Regions from separate parts of the Sus scrofa genome. Here region 2 is linked to region 1. Evidence: chromatin contacts called from public HiChIP or PLAC-seq data. All regions are on one chromosome and are shown on one strand. The core of a region is the stretch at or near the end of the contact, and the rest is flanking DNA. Distances in the headings are between cores, read along the strand shown. Region 1 has its middle 66 kb from the start of CLIC6. Region 2 overlaps LOC106505851 (a long non-coding RNA gene).

Region 1 (2,905 bases), core at 221-2,720:
TGTTTGTTGTTTGCCCCGGAGAACATCTCCTCGTGCGTGAGCCGTGTTAAAGACGTAATGTCACACTTTAAAAAAGGTAAAACACTAAAAGCTTCTTTTAAAAAAAGTATTCTTATTCCGGTGTTTTCATGGAAATAAAACAATTTTGTTTGGGGGAGAAAGAGAAATACAATCAAGGCATGCTGATTTTGTTCTCGGCAGCTCTCTGATTCACTTATGTTGAGTGAGATAAAAGCAGTTTCCTTGGAAAGAAATGAATATACAGTTTCAACCACAAGATGCCTTCACAGATGAAATGATTTCTATCTTTATTAATAAGCACATTGTCTGAGATCTCTAGGCTTCCCTGAGAATGTGGTCTGAAGGGAGGAGCTGGTTCCCGCCTTGTGTCCAGGACCAGACCCCGCAAATGCTCCCTGAGCGTGGAAGGGATTTGCTTCACTCTGGAAAAGGCTTCTGGAAAGTAGTAATCCCTAGAAATGGGGGTGGCTGCAGTGGAAGGGGTGTAACATCTCCCCAAGGTGGATCTATTTTTTTTTTTTTTTTGTCTTTTTGTCTTTTTAGGGCCACAACCCTGGCATATGGAGGTTCCCAGGCTAGAGATCCAATTGGAGCTGTCGCCACTGGCCGACGCCACAGCCACAGCAATGCCAGATCCGAGCTGTGTCTGTAACTTACACCAGCAGCTCACAGCAATGCCAGATCCTTAACCCACTGAGCGAGGACAGTAATCTAACCTGTGTCCTCATGGACACTAGTCAGATTCATTTCCAATGAACCACAACGGGAAATGCCCCCAGGTAGATCTTGGCAAAGAAGTGTCTCCTCTTGCAGAAGCATCTTAGGGTGGCCCACTGTCTGGCAGTGGAGAGTAGGTTAGATCACCTATCGAAGTTACCCTCGGTTTTAATGCTGCTACTTTTCTATAAAAGACTTTCTACTTGGGATTTCTGAGAAGGCTGAAGATCCATTTCCACTTTTAAAGAGGAGATGTCTTTGAAATACAATGGCACTCACAGGTCACCTTTGAAGTGTGACCTTGCAGGGCCACCAGCTTCACACACCAAGGCAAGGGTCTTTAGCACCTGGAAGACTGCCACAGAAGCCCTGTGGTGTTTGCCTGGTTGTTTCGGGGTGAGTGACAGTAGAGATCACAGGAAGTGATTTTTTTCTATTTGTCTTTTTAGGGCCGAACCCAGGGCATGTGGAAGTTCCCAGGTTCGGGGTCAAATTGGAGCTATAGCTGCCAGCCTACAACACAGCCACAGCCGCAGCCACAGCCACAGTCATGCGGGATCCCAGCTGCATCTGTGACCTACACCATAGTTTATGGCAACGCTGGATCCTTAACCCACTGAGTGAGGCCAGGAATTGAACCCGTGTCCTCTTGGATACTAGAGGGGTTCGTTTCCCCTGAGCCATGAAGGGAACTCCCATAGGAAGTGCTTTGATACCCTAGTTTGCTCCGTGGGAGGCTGGCTGGTCCTGGTCTTCTCACACGCTAACAATTAAAAAAGGAAGTTTGGATCTAGAGCCCAGAGCCTGAAGCTCAGTTTTGTGGAACAAGTACTGTCAGGAGGAAGGCAATCCCTAACCCCCCTGCATTGCCCTCCCCCTCTTCAGTCTGAGGACTTTGGGGCCACCGTCGGTCCCGTGTGCCTGGCAAGGTCACACAGAGGTGGATTTCCAATGCACATCTTCCTAAGGGACGACATGGGAGGGAAGTTGAAGGGGATGAGAATCAAGGAAGTGGGGTGCGGGGTTAGAAGGGGTGGGAGCAGCAAGGTTACTCAACCCTGGGGTTTTTACTCGAGGGATGTTAGGAGAGAACAATATATCCTTTGTGGAGGAGAAAACAGAAATGCAACACAGAGGCCAGGAGAGATTCAGTAAACAGAGGGCTCAATAAGGCAATTTCAGGAGAATCTTGTCGCAGGGACTGCTGTCACCCTGCAGAGATGACCCTCAGTGCCCTGGTCAGTGCTGGTCTTCTTTGGCAGGGTAAGTTGCCCCAGGAGTCAATGCAAGAAGCTTTGGATTAATTTGGACAATCATGATCATAAGCAGTGGGCCCCAGGATTTACTGTTTTTGATGAACTTTTAAGATAATAGAAAGATTATCCAAGGACAGCGTATTCTCCTTTTTTATTTTTTATTTTTTAATTTTTTGTCATTTTGCCTTTTCTTGAGCTGCTCCCGCAGCATATGGAGGCTCCCAGGCTAGAGGTCTAATTGGAGCTGTAGCTGCCGGCCTACGCCAGAACCACAGTAGCCAGATCCGAGCTGCGTCTGTGACCTGCCCCACAGCTCACGGCAACGCCGGATCCTTAACCCATTGAGCAAGGCCAGGGATCGAACCTGCAACCTCATGGTTCCTAGTCAGATTCATTAACCGCTGCGCCACGACGGGAACTCTATGTCCTCCTTTTTAGAAATGCAACTTGGAGCTGCACCTGCAGGCCTACTCTACAGCCACAGCAATGCCAGATCTGAGCCCAATCGGCAAACTACTCTGCCGGTTGTGGCAATGCTGGATTCTTAACTCACCAAGGGAGGCCAGGGACCAAACCCACATCCTCACAGATACTATGTCAGGGCCTTAACCTGCTGAGCCTCAGTGGGAACTCCTTGATGTTTCTTGAAGACCAGCCTCCTGTCTACCTTTTTCACTCCCCATCAGCATATCCTCAATAGTTTCTTTCTCTGCTAGCCCCTCTGCCCTCTTTAACTGGACTTGGCAAAGAGCTATCTGGCCTTAGGCAAGCCATTTAATTTTGCTGAATCATGGTTTGCTCATTGAGGAAAGAATTTTCATACCCAGCTCTTGTAACTGTGATGAGAAAGTGTAGGAAAATGCACAAAAATGTGAAAAAACAAAGACATTTTTTCCTGGTGGTTGGGTCAG
Region 2 (2,905 bases), core at 259-2,758, 520 kb after region 1:
ATATGCTCTTCTGCCAAGAAAAGATGACACTCCTTGTCATCCCTCCAGCTCCTGTGGTCAAAATTAATTAATTCAACCAATATTTATTAAGCATTACCATGAGTTAGACAGAGGGTAAGCAATGAAACTCCCTGCACCCACCACACCCATAGTCCTCTCTAAAAATACAGAAAGAACAATTATTCTCCTTTGAACTTAGAATATGTATTCTCAAAGGACCTTAGCTGAAAAAAACTGCTGAATTCATTTCAAACTATTCACTTTAAAATTGTTTAATCCATTAAAGTACCTACCAAGCTATACCATTTGATTGTCATTTATTTTACTGAAGTCTACTCAGTGAAAATATTTTATTCTCAGGAAAGAAAATTAATTCATTTTTTAATTCTGTTTTCAGCCTGGTCTGAAACTATCAGAATCAGCTTTGGGGTTCAGTCACAAAGAGGAACTTCATAATAGTGCATTCAAATAGCCAAATCAGATTTTTCTACCAAATAAGTGCAATGGAAGCAAGCTCTCATCTAAATGTGGAAACTATGATCTCATGCCAGAATTTTAGGGAAATGAACTTTATGTCTAGTGACCCTTAATATCAGGAATTATTATTCCTCATTTGTTAAATTTCTACCTGTAAAGAACAAATCTAAGATATCTGTCTTAATAGAGTTTTTAGAAAATAATTTGGAAAAAAACAAAAATAGAAATAGGTCTTGTGTAAAGATTGTGATATTTCAAGTGATCATGGTTTTTTTTCTCTAAATATGTCTTTATTATTCTTTCATATCATTTTTGTAGTTTTTATTGAAATACAGTTAATTTACAAGGTTGTGTTAGTTTCAAGTGTACAGCAAAATGATTCAGGTATATAGATAGATATAAATATATTAAAATAAATATATATGTTCTTTTTCAGGTTATTTTCCATTATAGGTAATCATGCCATATTTTATAATGCAAAAACACCCAAGAGCTTTAACATATTTTTATATATTTCCTCCTGTGTTAAGGAAAAAGTATAAGCTCACAAAATATGAACATGCCTGATTTCTCGTATGTTTTTTGGTTTGTTTTTATTGTTGCTCAGTTCAGTACATTTAAAACTATCATAATATTTTGTAGAAAAGTGTTTCTACATGAATGAACTCTTTCTGAAATCCCCTAAATCTTACATTGGCCAAAGCTAGATTTACTGGCATAAAGAGTCCTCAGCTTCCTGCTTCTGACCCATAATTTTATATGTGAAAGTCATCGTCAAAGCTTGCAAGGCAAGTTGTGTTGAGCATTTCCAGATACCAAACCTCCCCTCTGTGATTTCAAAAAGTCAACAGCTGCTCAGCCTGTTCTTCCCATCACTGTTCTTGATTGCGTTAGAAAAAAAAAAAAATCCATCTCTAAAAAAATTGTGAAAACTGAGAACAGAAAAGCAACCAGTGGCAACTGAGAGGCACTATGCTGTTATCATCCTCAGCTCATTTTCTTGGGCTTTTGCCCAATGGGACTGAATTCTCTTCACAGCAAGGGATGGTTTCAGCTGACCTGCTGTGAATGTCCCAAGTGAGTCACTGCCGTTAACTCCATCAACGCCATTTGCTGTCCACTTGGACATTTCTGAACAGCTGCTGGGCTCCAGTGCCAACTTCTAACTGGAAATATGGCTGGTCTGACTCAGTTTCAGAAGGGACAAGAGGGAAGGAGGGAGGAGGGGAGGGGGGAGAGAGAAAACACACATGCCTCCTCCTCTCAAAAAAGACTGACAACTCTGTTTTTTTCCATTGATTATGGTGGAAAAACTTTTTGAAGAAGTGAGAATACTAAACTCAGTTTGTCACATCTCCCTATTTTGTCTCATTATTTTATTCATGAAGTTGGGTTGGGATTTTATATTGAAGTTATGCGTTGATGTGGAAATTTGCAACCCATAACATGTCACCCCATTTCCACTTTTTTTTTAGCCATATTCATCTTATTTTCCAAACGCAAAAGTGAATATTTCCTTTACTCTAAAAATATTTTTCATAAAATTGAAAATCCATTTTGAATCAATCAACAACTTTTTTTGGAGCATTTGCTAGAACAGGCTTCTGGACTAGACATTAACGAGGATTCTGAGAAATATCAGACATGATCCTTGGATTCAAGAATTTGTAATAAAATGAAGAGAAAAGGCCTGTTGAAATAGATGGTCCAGGAACAATATGAGGGAGTTTGCGTAAAAGTGCCAGATGCCTGGTAGAGCTACCAGGGGCTGCAAGAACTCAGAGCAAGTCTCTGGGCTGGTGGTTTTAAATCTGGGATGATGGTAACTGATACTAACAACTGAAATTAAATTAACTTTATAAACATGGACTCTGTCATAGCTGGGCATGCAGCCTAAGTGTCTAAGTTAAAGGCTGAAATATGCTCACATGACCTCAGCATTTTATTTCAGGGGACGTCTTTGATTTATATGTGCATTGTTGTGTGTGCAAACACACATGAACATTTTTTAAAAACTCTTATATTACCAGAGACACTGAGGAAGTGACAGAATACTTGTTCTCTTGTGGACATTTATCTACTATTTTGTGGGAAGTGAACAAACATCAGTCAGGTCTCCGGGACTTACTAAGAGTTATAAAATTGATTAATAGGGTTAAAAGGGTGCTTTCATTTTTTTTTTTTAGCATTTTGATAACTTTATTTTTTTATTTAATGATTTTTATTTTTTTTCCATTATACCTGGTTTACAGGGTTTTTTAAATTTTCTTCTGTCCAGCAAGGTGACCCAGTCACATATACACATATACATTCCTTTTTCTCACATTATCATGCTCCATCATAAGTGACTAGCCATTCCTTTTTCTCACATTATCGTGTGCCATCATAAGTGACTAGCTATAGTTCCCAGTGCTATACAGCAGGATCT

What was found. HiChIP or PLAC-seq counts read pairs in DNA pulled down with a chosen protein or histone mark.
Region 2: a contact with region 1 is called in an H3K27ac HiChIP or PLAC-seq map of alveolar macrophages. The contact joins two enhancer-like sites. A contact is called at or near these places in 2 of 2 datasets of contacts at active chromatin or transcription factors (alveolar macrophages and skeletal muscle).

What each region holds. Positions count from the first base shown.
Region 1 is chr13:198,315,166-198,318,070 of Sscrofa11.1, forward strand. No RefSeq gene overlaps it. Among named protein-coding and RNA genes, the nearest start is that of CLIC6, 66 kb to the left of the region's middle. Within about 2 kb of position 1,471, at least 1 of the 83 cell types and tissues checked has an H3K27ac peak or open chromatin away from gene starts, as enhancers often do. A contact at or near this core is called in alveolar macrophages, where this site is marked.
Region 2 is chr13:198,833,138-198,836,042 of Sscrofa11.1, forward strand. All of the region lies in intron 1 of LOC106505851 (a long non-coding RNA gene), which reads left to right. Among named protein-coding and RNA genes, the nearest start is that of RUNX1, 200 kb to the left of the region's middle. Within about 2 kb of position 1,509, at least 19 of the 83 cell types and tissues checked have an H3K27ac peak or open chromatin away from gene starts, as enhancers often do. A contact at or near this core is called in alveolar macrophages, where this site is marked.